5 separate regions of the Sus scrofa genome follow, and regions 2, 3, 4 and 5 are each linked to region 1. A link is a contact called in public Hi-C and HiChIP or PLAC-seq data. All regions are on one chromosome and are shown on one strand. Each heading gives the region's core, a stretch centred on a gene start, on an enhancer-like site or on the middle of the called end of the contact. The rest is flanking DNA. Distances are from core to core; before and after follow the strand shown.

Region 1 (2,716 bases), core at 147-2,646:
GGATAAGAACTGGCTTTTTCAACCCAGAATGGCTCCCAAGTTATGGAATTAAGTCACTTTAGATTTCAGGCCACAGGAAGGGAGTATCTCTTTGGGAGATGTTCCCTTCTCAGACAGCTGTTGGGGATACAGCCGTGATTAATTTTCTTTGATTTTGACAAGGGCTTTCTTTCTCCCTCCCCCCGCCCCGCGCGCCCACGTACAGTAATTAAATGAATTTAACGTGGTACTTCTTCCTCCACCTCTAAAAAACTAATCAATAGGTGGACTCATCATCCAGGGCATTTTAAAATTCAGAAAACATGGCAAAATCACATGCGGTGTATATTTTAGAGGTGAGTACATGGTGCTCTGTAAGCTCCATGAAGACATAGTATCTGGGCTGATCAAGGCTCTCTAAGTGTAGGTAAGCCACCAGAACAGCCCAGGCATGCAATAGGCACTTGAGAAATATTTGCTGAGTGAAGAAACAAGTCACTAAGGTGTTTGCGGGCTTTAAAACACACACATAGGAGTTCCCGTCGTGGCGCAGTGGTTAACGAATCCGACTAGGAACCATGAGGTTGCGGGTTCGGTCCCTGCCCTTGCTCAGTGGGTTAACGATCCGGCGTTGCCGTGAGCTGTGGTGTAGGTTGCAGACACGGCTCGGATCCAGCGTTGCTGTGGCTCTGGCGTAGGCCAGTGGCTACAGCTCTGATTCGACCCCTAGCCTGGGAACCTCCATATGCCGCGGGAGCGGCCCAAAGAAATAGCAAAAAGACAAAAAAAAAAAAAAAAAAAAAAAAAAACACACACATAACCTCTTTTATTGTCAAAACCCCAAAGCTAGGGGTTTGCAATACTAGCGAATATTTCCTGTGAAACTGGAATGCCTGCAACCTGGTCTGGCAAACGCCAGTCCGGGTGTGCAGCGAAGCCTGCCCATCCGGAATAGGGCGGGCGACCCCGTCTGGCCACAGCGGTGGTAACAGCCGATTGCTTCCTCTCCGGGTCTGGGGCAACCGGGGCAGGAGGCCACTGCTGCGGAGGCAAATAAACAAAGCCAGCCTCACAGAAACGGGTTGTTCCGTTTCACATCCTCCTTCGGGCGCCTGGGTTTCTTCCAAACAAAGTGACCCTCCATCTGTCCGCAGGCAGGTGGAGCCCGCCCCACACAGGGCACACCTCCCCTCCTCACAACTGAGCAATTCTACAGGCTGGTAGGCGCAGACCCTTCCGACCCCTCCAGCGGCCAAAGGACACGCCCCCTCCAGAGAGCACGCGCCGCCGCACGCACATACATCTCGGCGCGCCTCCCGAGAGTGAGCGCGCACGCGCACGAGGGGCGGGCCTCCTTCCCGGCACCCACTGAGCTCCCCGTCCTCTCACTCCACCCCACCCCCCTGCTGCTCAGGCTCCGCCCCCGCGACGGGGCTGCTGAGAGGAGGCGACCGGAAGCCACTTTAAAGCAGAGCTCGAGGTGACAGGCGAACGAGCTGGATCGGGAGTGCAGTCGCGGCTTTTTGCGCTCCCGGCCGCGGAATGGCCCGTGCGCCACACACCGTGTCTCCGGCCTGCGACCCCTAGACGCCTGAGCCGGTTCTCCGCACCCACCCCCTGGCGCTGACACTGCCCGCGAGCCTGAGGCGCTGACTCGGCTCCTGTGGTCGGTTCTCTCAGGCTGCCGGTTCAGGTAAAGGGCTCCGGGTGGGCTTTGAGGGGCCGATGATGAGGGACTCTAGCTGGGTTGGTGGGTGCGGAAAGGGACGCCGGCCTCGCTGCCGGCTTTCACCGACCGGGGGTGATTGATGTTTAAACCGTGCCTTTTTGTACCGAATTCAGTCGGATCCCGTCAATATCGGGATGGCATTGGTCTACACTTCTTAGTCACTTCGGGCCTCTGGCAGGTGTATAAATCGAAGTAAGACACCGAAAGGTTTAGTCGGGGGCGCTGGCGGCTCATCATTCCCACTGAATTGTGGCGGCTCGGGGGCGCGTCTGTGTGGGTCGCCCCCATGGGGCAGACCCGGCTCTCTGAGGCGCAGATCGCAGGGGAGGGCACGGCCGCTGAGGGGAGCCTTCCGGCGGACCTGCGTTCCGGCTACAGCCCAGAAGTTTGCAGGCTGTTTTCAGATTAACTTTGAAGTCGTCTCCTTCCTCCCCGCCAGCCCGAGAAGTGCCTGCTGCTGCTGCGTTTCCCCGGCTCTTCTCGGGTCGGTCCTCGGAGCCCACAGGACGATCTTTTCAGGAAGGTTGTTCCGGGAGGGAAAGAGATTCACTGTGGAAGGCGGCGCAAGTGGCTTCTAGAAGGGAGGGCAGCAGGGGCAGGGGTCGCTCGTTGGGTGGGAGGAAGCTAGCCCGAGGGTTTGCGGGGCGCCGAGGGACAGGTGGGAGCTGGATGCTTGGAACACCCGGAATTGGCCGCGGTGCGGGGAGTTGCTGCGATCCGGGGCGCGGAGCTGCGCAAACGGTCGCAGCCAGCAGGAGGCGTCGCTCGGACCCAGGCTCGGATCCGGGCTTTGCTCTACGCCCGGCGGAGTCTTGAGTTTGGTGCAGGCGGTTTCCCAGGACCGTGCGAGGGGCCGGGAGTGCCCAAGAACTGAGGGCATCACGAGGTGAAGGGTGGAGCAGTGGGGCGCCTACGGCAGGAACTGGAGGAAGTGTCCTTCCAATCTTTATTTTTCTGTTATGCAAACTAATTGAGGAACTAGGTTCTAGTGACTTCCCCACTCCAGCC
Region 2 (2,716 bases), core at 125-2,624, 510 kb after region 1:
AAAGGGCTGCTTTACAGTATTTTTGGGAAACAGGCTTGTGAACTACATCGGTTCAAAAAAAAAAAAAAAAAAAAAGCTGTCAGATGAGCATGTGGTTCCCAGAGGTATCTAAGTATGGCGAGGGATTCGTATTGACTGGGAGAGAGACTGCTTTAGCAGCTTCGCTTGCGAAACTCGGGCCTGAGCTAGTGACAAGCCACAGCTTTCACTAATCTGGAAAATCCCTAATTTCCAAAAATAGTTTTAGGTCGAGACTTTACAGAGGTAATTTGATTATGCCCGGCAGTCTATGTATTCATGGAGGTTACTGCAATTAGGTAGTATGGGAGAAATCAATCTCTTTATATGTATTTTTCCCTCTCTGATATTAGCAATTCTCCAAATTTCCTCAAATTTGAAATAAAAACAATGATACTGATCCAAACTACCACAGGCTAGAGTGGGAGGAAAAAAGAGTAGATCTTGTTTAAAAAAAAAAAAAAGATTCTGTAAACTGAATCATTTTGCTGTACAGAAAAAATTAACACAAGGTAAATTCAGTTAAAAGAGAGTAGATCTTTGTTTACTCCTTCTGTGTCTAGACCTTGGAGACATTGTCCAGGAATGAGAAGCCCCATCATCTTTCTATCACATAGTTCAATTTTAAGGTTTAATTATGAGAAATGAATTAAAACTTGGATCCATAGAGCAAAAGGAATTTGAGTACACTGCAATATTTGTTAGTGATGTCTCTAAAGCAAAACATATTCAAAAACTCATTTTAAAAAAAGAATTCAATCCACCTTACTTTGTAAAGATTTACATCAGTATTTCTGAACCCTAGCTGCACATAAGTATCTTCAGAGGAGTTTAGGGCTGCACCCGAGGTATATGTAAGTTCCCAGGCTAGAGACGGAATTGGATCTACACCATAGCCACAGCAATGCCAGGTCTGAGCCGCATGTGCAGCCTATCCCACAGCTCACAGCAACACCAGATCCCTGACCCACTAATTGAAGCCAGGGATCAAACCCGCATCCTCATGGATACTAGTCGGATTCCCTTCTTTTGAGCCATGATGGGAACCCCCAGAGAAGTTTTTAAAACATACTGATTATGCTTGAGCCTGAATTGTAGGGGTTGATGTAATGGATCTGGGGTTGACCCAGCCAGTGGTTATTGGAATGTTCAGCCAGGATTGAGAAACAGAGCTCCAAGAGAGTGTAATTCTGGTGCTAGCTGAAATACTTGACCTCGTTGCACGTTACCTTCACCTGTCTGACTAAGCTGCTTCCAGGGAAGTTTCCCTCTCCAATATTCAGGAGGGATTATAACAGGAGTTCCCATAGTGGCATAGTGGAAACAAATCTGACTAGGAACCATGAGGTTGCAGGTTTGATCCCTGCCCTCGCTCAGTGGGTTAAGGATCTGGCATTGTCGTGAGCTGTGGTGTAGTTCGCACATGCAGCTTGGATCTGGGGTTGCTGTGGCTGTGGTGTAGGCTGGTGGCTACAGCTCCCAATTCAACCCCTAGCCTGGGAACCTCCATATGTGGCCCCAAAAAGACTAAAATAAAATAAAATGCTGTAACAGACTTTGAAAGCTCTTCTTATTTATTTTTGGCTGCACCATGGCATATGGAAGTTTCTGGGCTGGGGATTGAATCTGAACCACAGCTGCCACCTATGACACAGCTGCAATGTCAGATCCTTAACCTGCTGAGCCACAGTGGGAACTTCAATACAATTCATTTTTAAGACTTTTTTTTTGGCTGCACCCACAGTATGCAGAAGTTCCCGGGCCAGGGATCAAGCCCAGGCCACAGTAGTGACCTGAGCCGCAACAGTGACAATGTTGGATCCTTAACCCGCTGAGCCACCAGGCAACTCCAAGACTCTTTCTTTTCTTTTCTTTTTTCTTTTTTTAGGGCAGAACCTGTGGTATATGGAGGTTCCCAGGCTAGGGGTTGAATCAGAGCTACAACTGCTGGCCACAGCCACAGCCACAGCAAGATCAGATACGAGCCATGTCTGTGACCTACACCATAGATGACAGCAATGCTGGATCCTTAACCCACTAAGCAAGGCCAGGGTTTGAACCTGCAATCTCATGGGTCCTAGTTGGATTTGTTTCCGCTGCGCCACAACAGGAACTCCCAAGACTATTTCTTAATGGAACATTTTTCTAATATTTAGAGTCTCCCACCATGCCTCACCAAAAAACTGTCTTGGTGATGTCTTGATATATTTTATAATATATTTTTTTAATCTCTAGGTCCTTGATTAATTGAAGAAAGTTAACAAGAATTGAAGTGAGAAGTTCTGGGAGAAGGAGGAGTACTTGCTCTACTCTTGATATCTTTTCCCTATAGACCACTGTTTCCCACCTCCTGTGTTTGGCAATCATTTCCAGAAGCACAGAACCACTGAGACTATTCTACAACTTTCTGTCTGTACCCCAGATTATATCCAATAGATATGATTATATTCACTGTTCTTCTTTTCAGCCTCAACAAAAGTGGTAGAGGAGATGGGCCAACATTTTATACGCTTAGCATTAACGCATCAAACTATGACGGTGTTTTAAATTTTGACTTCTTGGGCATTCCCATTGGCTCATTAAGAACCCAAGATAGTATCCAGAGGATGCAGGTTTGGTCCCTGGCCCTGCTCAGTGTATTAAGGATCTGGCACTACTGCAAGCTGTGGTGTAGGTATAGACCATGGATCCAGTGTGG
Region 3 (2,716 bases), core at 149-2,648, 490 kb before region 1:
TGGAGTCTTTTACTTAAAAAGGATAAGGTGGCCACTAATATCCCTTGTAGACATGTGGTGTCTGTGAAGTTTCTTCAGATCAACCTTGTTGGTGACTCAAATTGAAGCTGTTTGCCAGACAGCATCTTGCACCTTTGGGTTAAAAAACGTACGGGTTGATCTTGGAACAGCCTGGAAGTCTGCTTACTTTGCTGGCTCCGAATTAATAAAACAACTCTTTATCTCCCTTATTTGATTAGCTGCTTCAAACTTAACCAAAAGAAGCTAAAATCCCCTCTGACACTGGTTTAAGATAGAAATAAGACCAGAAAAACAAGGCTACACGGTCTACAAAATCAGTTATGGGATTCACAAAACTTAGGTGCCCTGAACTTAATAACCCATTGCAGAAGAATTATATTCATGTAGTTTGGAAAACTGCTTTTAATATTTAAGTCTAGATGTGGTTTATTCAGTAGGATTTGAAAACAGAACTCATACTGTGCTATCCTATGTGGTAGCCACTAGTCACATGTGGCTATATGTTAAAGTTAATTGACATTAAGTTAAATTAAAATTAAAATTCAGTTCCTTAGGTGGCATTAGCCTCAGTCAACTACTTAATATACATATGAGGATAATGGCTACTGTACTGGATGGTGAACATACAGAACATCTCCATCATCCAACAGGGTAGCCTTCCATTAAAATATCAACTCCAGGCAGGAATCTCAAATTCAAAATCCTTAAGATTGACTTTGCTTTTATGGATTTTTTTCCAGGGTCTCAAAATAACTATGTCATTAAAAAATTTTTTTTTTTTTACATAATTGCCTACCTTGAGACAAGTCAGGTCATGGGGGCTCTGGTTAACCATCATGTCAACCTCATGGGGGAGAGTATAGGAATAATGAATAATAAGTATCAAATTACTATCCGGCAGTGGGGTTGATTTAGTAACTTGTAAATAGAACTCTGTTATGGGGAAGGTGTCAGAATGTGCCTCACCAAAAGGCATTTTGATTTATGCTACCTTATGTATCCAGATATTTTTCAAGTCAATGAGAAAGATTATTTGGCCCTGGTGATTAAATTACTACGATGAGCAGATTTCTGGCACCAGCTGAACCCTAAAATTAGGAAAAGAGAAACATGAACTTCTTTATTCTTGTCAGTTCAAACCCAGCCATGACTTTTTGCTGAGTGTAGACATTTAGATGAAGAAGTACTTTTAAATCAGCTTTATCTTGTTATTTCATTACCCTTTTGCAGCAATGACAACCATCGTACAGAATTAATAAATCAAGACTAAACATTGCATGGATGTCAGAGTACAAAGACGCATTTACTCTGCACACAGCCTTATGATCTACAAGGTGATTCATCACTTGTTATCCTGGCCTCCCAGGATGACTGAGGGGCTGGATGACGCATACTAATGTACAAAAGTCAGTGCTGGGCCGCTTGCCTGCAATGTCCCACATATTCTCCTTCTTAGGTCTAACTGATTCTTAACCCATTGGCTGTGGGGAGGACTGCCTTTCAGAATCAGTTATCTAAATATGGTGAATTAATCTGGGAAACTGGTGAAATATGAAGTATGGCTTCCTCTAGCCCTGCTTTGTTTGCTGACATTTTGCCGAACACTAGAGTTTCGACGAGACCAGATAAGAAAGACCGGACACATAAAGATGAGTGCCCCAGAAAAGAGCATTAGACTTTTCAGATATAGTTCCCATTGTGGCGCAGTGGAAATGAATCCAACTAGGAACCATGAGGTTGCGGGTTCAATCCCTGGCCTTGCTCAGTGGGTTAAGGATCCAGCGTTGCTGTGAGCTGTGGTGTGGGTTGCAGATGCGGCTTGGATCTGGTGTTGCGGTAGCTGTGGTATAGGCCGGTGGCTACAGCTCTGATTTGACCCCTAGCCTGGGAATCTCCATATGCCACACAGGAGTGGCTCTAAAAAGCAAAAAAAAAAAAAAAAAAAAAAAAAAAGATACAGTGTCCCATTCGATCCTCACACCATTCTGTATATAAGCAGGGATTTTTGGGGGTCACAAATGAGGTGCTCTCTTGAGAACTGATCACTTTCCACCTGTGTTCCTCCCCATGTGCCTCTGTTTGTAATTATTTATATACATGACCAGCTCTCTCACTACATTTGAAGGTATCTGGAGAGGGGCCCATGTGCCCCTTGTTTTCCTGGCATCTAGCATGATGCCTGGTCTATGGGTTGTTCAGTTGCTCAGAAGAAGAAAGGTGAATGTAACACAAAAGTTCTGTAAGCTGGGCTGTGAGCACAGACAGATGGGCGGGTTAGCTAGTGCCTGGTGGACACAGATGTGTGTACTGTGAGGTCAGCAGTATGTGCAGATTACGAGCCTGCACCAAAGGTCTTGTTCTGTGTCATCCTGGAGATTCAACAGAAGGGAGAGGTGGAGCTTAGAAACACAGAATAGAAGGGATTGAGGAGGTAGCAATTGCCACAGTCAGTGGAACTGCGTGTTTCTCCTGAGTTCCTGCTCCTAATTAACAAAATCTTGCGTGAAGTTGACTCTATTAACAAACATCACAGCTCCTTCCACAGATCGTCTATGTTGCATTAAGCTTTCCTCTTCTGAGCAATTGTTTGGGTATATTTAATGTTTTCACTTGTATTAATCTTTAACATTACTCTTTTTTTTTTTTTTGTCAGGAGAGTAGAATTTATTGGTGGGTATAGGAGGGGTCAGTGCCA
Region 4 (2,716 bases), core at 143-2,642, 460 kb after region 1:
AAATACACTGGTGGCTATTCATCCACCACATGCTGAGGCAGAGGCAAGCAGAGAGGGAGCAACTTTTCTCTTTGTAGCCTTTCGTACTTTTTGAATTTGAGTCATGTCAATACACCCTATTCAAAAAGAAATAAATTCCCTGAGATTAGCTTTGAAATAATCCATTGTTGAGGAAAAATGTGGGTGGGAAGGAAGAGGTGGAGGTGTAGGTGGAAGAAGATTGGCCTTGAGCTGACAACTGCTGAGGTTGGAGATGAACACATGAGGCTCGTAGTCCTCTTCTACTTGTATTTTTAAAAAATGTCCTGCAGCAGAGGTTCCTGCTGTGGCACAATGAGATGGGTGGCATCTTGGGAGCACTGGGATGCAGGTTCGATCCCCAGCTAGGTATAGTGGGTTAAGGATCCATCATTGCCGCAGCTGTGGCTTAGGTCAAGACTATGGCTAGGATATAATCCCTGGCCTGGGAATACCACGTGCTGCCAAGCGGGTGAAATGGGGGGGGGGGGAGAAGAAAAGTCCTACAACAGAAATTTTAAAAAATTAAAAAGGACCCATACCAAAAGCTGAAGCGTACTGAGACTCCTGTACATGGTGAGAGTGTTGGCTGCATCACCCCCTCTTGTGGTCCCAACCCCTGGAGGTGGGGGCTCTTTGGGCCTTGACTGAAGCTTTCTTGAGGATACTGACTGCAGAGGTTAGTGCAGAGCGGGCCCCAGGGCAGCCCCAAGCAGAGGTGCTGGGCCATGAGGAGCTGTCAGAGGGTAGGGAAGAAAGAAGCCTTAGGGAGCTGCCTCCACAGTGTGGGCAGGATGAGAGGCTGAAAAATCCCAGGTGTTGATGATGGTGGTGGCAGGCAAGGAGCAACACGAGTAACTCTTTCAGAACCACACAAAGGGCTTCTGAAGTTTGGGAGCAAGAAAGGATCCCAGACAAAAATTACAGGGCCTATGGGCACATCCAAAGGAAAATAGCTCAGTGAGAAAGCTTGCCTCTTCTTCATCACTCAGGATGACCAGATGAAAGGACAAAGGGAAAAAAATAGGATGGTCACATGTGTGTGTCAGTGGTGTGCCCGTGTTGAGCCTTGAGCCACCCACGTGATCTGGGCCCAACTCCCAGGGGCCCAAGCTTGGAGCAGCTCTGAGAATGCTAAGCGCCCCAGGCTTCCCTTCTGTGGGCAGACAGGGGAATCTTTCACCACCTCTACCAGTCACATGAGGGCCCTCGCTAACCCTGAGAACTTTCTCTCTGTTCCAGATGTCCACTAAGAGATATTTACCCTCTGAGGTCACACTCCCTGACTTTTGTGTGCAGGCCTGTGAATGCCTGCATGTGCTTCTGTGGCTCCTCCTGTGACCACAATAGGACAGGGAAGTGAGGGAGATGACCACACACTTCCTAGGCATCCAGCTGCGTCCTCCAACCCACTCTAAGCCAGGCTGGATGACCCTCCCAGTCATCATGCCTACATCTAACTTTGCTGCTGAATTGCCACATTGTTTTTATGTGTTCCTCTCTAGTTAGAGACTTAGCATTAAAGAATTACTGTTACATCTTGAGGTGTGGTAATGGTGTTGAGGATATGTTTTGTTTTTCTTTTTATTGAAGTATAATATATACACTGAAACAAATTGTATGTGCATAGCTGATGAATATTTCTAAAGGGCAGACACCATATTGCCAGCTGGCAGATCAAGAAATGGATCATTGCAGGAAGTGCCTGTTGTAATGCAGTGGAAACAAATCCAACTAGTAACCATGAGGATGCAGGTTCGATCCTTGGTCTTGCTCAGTAGGTCGGTGATCCAGCGTTGCCATGCATTGTGGTGTAGGTTGTAGATGGTGCCTGGGATCCCAGATTGCTGTGGCTGTGGTATAGGCCAGAAGCTACAGCTCTGAGTCGACCCCTACCCTGGGAACTTTCATATGCCGCAGGTGTGGCCCTAAAAAGCAGGAAAAAAAAAAAAGAAAGAAAGAAGTGAACCATTGCAAGCATTATAGTATACTTCTTTTAAAAATAGGCATTGATTTTTTTTTTTTAGTAGTATGTTCTTCTTTTCTTTTTTGCTTTTCATTTTCTTTTTAGGGCCACACCCATGGCAATGGAAGTTCCCAGGCTAGGGGTCAAATCAGAGCTGCAGCTGCCAGCCTACACCACAGCCATAGCAATGCTGGATCCTTAACCCACTGAGTGAGGCCAGGGATCAAGCCTGCATCCCCATGGATACTAGTAGGGTTCTTAACCTGCTGAACCACAACAGAACTCTAGTAATACATTGTTAAATATCTACACACGATGCTTTGGTCTGCTTCAGAATAATCTGGAGTTGGGGGAAGAAGGTACAGATTAAGCAAAGCTGATAATCATTGAAGCTGGGTAATGTTTATATAAGGGTTCTCTCTCTGTCTCTCTGTCACACACACACATACACATATTTTCAGTTTCCATGATAAAAAGTTTAATACAATCAGTAGGAAGCCTGGGATTTGTCTCAGCCCAGTGACTCTGAAGCATGAGATAAAAGCTGAGCAGGGGGGGGTGAAAAATGTCTCTTTGGTATATTGCTCGGTAATCAAGAATCTGAAAGTCAATGGATTAAATATGTAAATAATTTATTGTTTTTAAATGAGTTTTCATGTGCCTATGTCCTCTGTGTAACTGGGAGTTCCCTACCTGTGCTGGGTTTTATTCCTATCTGTATCCCTAACCTTT
Region 5 (2,716 bases), core at 144-2,643, 430 kb after region 1:
ACATTTCTACCCTATATTCTTATTGTGATCTGGTGAATCTTAGAAGTGACAAATGAAATCAAGAGCTCCAGGTAGCATTTCCTCCTTGGTGAAGGGGTTTGTTTTGTTCCAGGTTTTTGTCTCCATGCTTCTCAGACAAAAGACTTATAAAAGATCCCCTTGAAATGGTGAAGCTCTACAAGCTCATTTTAATGATAGAAGTTATTTCATGCCTTGTTTAACTTTTAAAATTATTTTCAATATCTCCTTTTCCAGATTTCTTAGGTCTCAGAGAGAAAATTAAATGAAGTTCAATGGATTCAAGGCAAATCGAGCAGTCTGAAGTCACCTGGTAACGCAATGGTTCCCCACGAAGCAGGCAGCTGTCTCCCACATCACACCTCCTAGGCTGGTCAGTTCGGCATCACATTTGTTCTGCAGAGTAAAGCTCTGGCATAGGCTCTGGCTGCCTCAGGTCAGCTGAATATTCACAGCAGCCACCCTTTCCTGATGTCTTTCTGCCTTCCCAGCATATACCATGGCCTAAAAAATCCCTATCCCTATGTGAAGAAGCGGGTCTTTCTTTTAGGTCCTAACAGGAAGGAGCTGTACACTAAACAGTGACAACATGAATGGCATCCTGGTAGAAGGACTCTTCTTTTCCCTGTCTCCTCTAGCCACTGACCCAGACCTCCTGGAGGCCATACCATGATGCTTGAGTAGGAAAAAGAAAACTCAGGTCCATAACCCTAGACTTGGATGTTCAAATCATGGCAAACGAGGGGAGAAAAGACTGAGGGGACCAACAGGGGCAAATCCAGAATGTTGAGATCTCATTTATTTTCACCGTTTAGGGAACTTGTTGATTAGTATCCTTTTCCCTCTCTGATTTCAAAATAATAAGTAATTCTTAACTTTTAGGGAGGAAATCTGCAGCAGCAAGAGGAGTAAGATCACAGGATGAGTAAGGAAGAGGGTGCATGTGTTCTCTTCCTAGATCCTGTCCCCTGACACTCCCAGCTCTCCGAATACACACACACACACACACACACACACACACACACACACACACACAGTCAGTGTTTCATCCAGTGTAAAAATAGCTGTCCAGGTTCTGTCATTCATCCCTAAACAGTAATAAAGGGCGGGCCTCCCAGCAGTGCCTGCTGCCCTTTAGTAGCTTATTCTATCAGGTGACGCCTCACACCTCCCATTCCCCACCCCAAGTTGGCTGAATGTCCCCGGTGACCTTACACGTTTTTATTTTACTCAGCAGCTTGGTTTTTAAGCGGAAAATCCTCTGGCTTTCTGAGTTGAGTCGGCCGCACCGCGGCCTCCCCTCCTCCACACTCCAGGCAGCAGTGCCAGGAGAGCGTTTCCATCTGTGTTGGGAAAGAACGGCCTCTCTGTGCTGCCCAGCACGTCCAGCGTGAGGGCGCGGAGGCCGGAACACGCTCTTCCGCACGGGAACAGCTTTCCGAGGGCCTTGGAGGAGGCTCTGGCCTTGCCTAACGAGGGCCAGGCGCCACCCCCCCGTGGGCCCCGGCTCAGTCCTAGCAGGATCACCCCATCCCTACCCGGGGCACTGATTTCCCCCCCACCCCGGCGCGGAAGGAGTGCCTGCGGTCCCGCTGCTAGGGTTTGCGCATGCGCGAAGGGTCGCGTTCCTCCAGGCTCCTCACGCGGTTGGTCGCCTGCGGCCTCAGAGGGGCGGGGGTGCCCGCAAAGAGCCCAGCACGGTTGGTCCCCGCTGTCCGTCCAGGATCCTGGCAGCGTGTTGAGGACACTGCAGCATTGGAAGAGAGCCAAAGAATGCTAAAGGTTCCTTAGAGGACGTTTGCTCCATGCCTCCATTTTACAGATGAGGCCATTGAGTTCCCAGGAGGTGTTGGGAAACACCTAAAGCTGCATTTCTGGGCTCTACCAGCTGGAACCAAACCTGGCTCTTAGTGGCATGATTTAGGCACTTTTTCAGTGAGCATTTATCAGGTGCCTGGATGTACACTGTGTACTAAATATATGTATGGTATGGGAGATAACCACAAATACATCAGAAGCATTGTAACTGTGGCCACTCCAGAATTGGGCTTACAGTGACACAGACCTGGGTTTGATTTGATGATTTGCAGGAACCCGCTACTGGCTGGATGGACTTCTGAAGCAATTAACCTCTCTAAGTCCCAGTTTCCTCGTCTGTAAAGCGGTAATTTAAAAAAGAAAAAGAAAAAAAAAAAAATAGGACATACTTGCTAGGGTCCCAGGACTTAGATAAAGTGCACATGGCTTAAAACAAAATCTGCACCTGGAAGTCTCTCAAACAAATATTCATGCAATGCTTTGAGAAGTCAAAAGCGCTGGGCGCACAGGCGTTCACGAGACAATCACGTACTCATTTCCAGACAGATGTTGGGCAGCACTAGAGCGAAGGTACTTTACCGCGCTCAGGGACATTCACACAGGGTTACATGACCTGGCAAGACAGGGAAAGGCGGAAATGGCCTCTGTTTATCTTTCCTCCTGCTGCCGGTCCTTCCCCCTCCCTCCCCTCAGAACTCTCACTGTGACTCATGGTGGCTGCAGAGATATGTCTGGGCCTCTTATCAGGGTAAAATGTGTTCTGCGAGGTGGTGCAGTTTATGTTTGAAGTTCTGCTTTATCACATGGGCCTCTCTCCTCTTTTCCTAGGCGGGACAAGCCCAAGAAGGAGCAATTGGGTTAAGCGGATAAGAAGGAATAA

Evidence for each region. A called contact is a pair of places that touch in the nucleus more often than the background predicts. HiChIP or PLAC-seq counts read pairs in DNA pulled down with a chosen protein or histone mark.
Region 2: an H3K27ac HiChIP or PLAC-seq map of alveolar macrophages shows a contact between it and region 1. The contact joins the promoter of CCNL1 here to the promoter of TIPARP in region 1. A contact is called at or near these places in 1 of 5 promoter capture datasets (fetal liver), 6 of 47 Hi-C or Micro-C datasets (heart right ventricle, liver, mesenteric adipose tissue and 2 more) and 2 of 2 datasets of contacts at active chromatin or transcription factors (alveolar macrophages and skeletal muscle).
Region 3: a contact with region 1 is called in a Hi-C map of embryonic fibroblasts, with 2.1 times the contacts expected there. The contact joins the enhancer-like site here to the promoter of TIPARP in region 1. A contact is called at or near these places in 1 of 5 promoter capture datasets (liver), 17 of 47 Hi-C or Micro-C datasets (alveolar macrophages, embryonic fibroblasts, fetal heart ventricle and 11 more) and 2 of 2 datasets of contacts at active chromatin or transcription factors (alveolar macrophages and skeletal muscle).
Region 4: a contact with region 1 is called in an H3K27ac HiChIP or PLAC-seq map of alveolar macrophages. The contact joins the enhancer-like site here to the promoter of TIPARP in region 1. A contact is called at or near these places in 2 of 5 promoter capture datasets (fetal liver and fetal skeletal muscle), 11 of 47 Hi-C or Micro-C datasets (brain, embryonic fibroblasts, fetal liver and 5 more) and 1 of 2 datasets of contacts at active chromatin or transcription factors (alveolar macrophages).
Region 5: an H3K27ac HiChIP or PLAC-seq map of skeletal muscle shows a contact between it and region 1, with 5 times the contacts expected there. The contact joins the enhancer-like site here to the promoter of TIPARP in region 1. A contact is called at or near these places in 3 of 5 promoter capture datasets (fetal liver, fetal skeletal muscle and liver), 19 of 47 Hi-C or Micro-C datasets (adipose tissue, alveolar macrophages, embryonic fibroblasts and 12 more) and 2 of 2 datasets of contacts at active chromatin or transcription factors (alveolar macrophages and skeletal muscle).

What each region holds. Positions count from the first base shown.
Region 1 is chr13:96,494,990-96,497,705 of Sscrofa11.1, forward strand. TIPARP (TCDD-inducible poly [ADP-ribose] polymerase) reads left to right here and starts at 1,397. Exons shown (of 6, transcript XM_005669945.3): 1 at 1,397-1,672.
Region 2 is chr13:97,003,027-97,005,742 of Sscrofa11.1, forward strand. CCNL1 (cyclin-L1) reads right to left here and starts at 1,375. Exons shown (of 11, transcript XR_001300397.2): 1 at 1-1,375. The region is part of intron 14 of VEPH1 (ventricular zone-expressed PH domain-containing protein homolog 1); the gene reads right to left.
Region 3 is chr13:96,001,818-96,004,533 of Sscrofa11.1, forward strand. It overlaps a transcript of KCNAB1 not described here. Among named protein-coding and RNA genes, the nearest start is that of KCNAB1, 97 kb to the right of the region's middle. Within about 2 kb of position 1,399, at least 7 of the 83 cell types and tissues checked have an H3K27ac peak or open chromatin away from gene starts, as enhancers often do. A contact at or near this core is called in embryonic fibroblasts, where this site is marked.
Region 4 is chr13:96,951,154-96,953,869 of Sscrofa11.1, forward strand. It overlaps LOC102162136 (a long non-coding RNA gene), which reads left to right. Exons shown (of 5, transcript XR_307007.3): 5 at 1-348. Among named protein-coding and RNA genes, the nearest start is that of CCNL1, 52 kb to the right of the region's middle. Within about 2 kb of position 1,393, at least 7 of the 83 cell types and tissues checked have an H3K27ac peak or open chromatin away from gene starts, as enhancers often do. A contact at or near this core is called in alveolar macrophages, fetal liver and liver, where this site is marked.
Region 5 is chr13:96,927,423-96,930,138 of Sscrofa11.1, forward strand. No RefSeq gene overlaps it. Among named protein-coding and RNA genes, the nearest start is that of CCNL1, 76 kb to the right of the region's middle. Within about 2 kb of position 1,394, at least 46 of the 83 cell types and tissues checked have an H3K27ac peak or open chromatin away from gene starts, as enhancers often do. A contact at or near this core is called in adipose tissue, liver, mesenteric adipose tissue and 4 more, where this site is marked.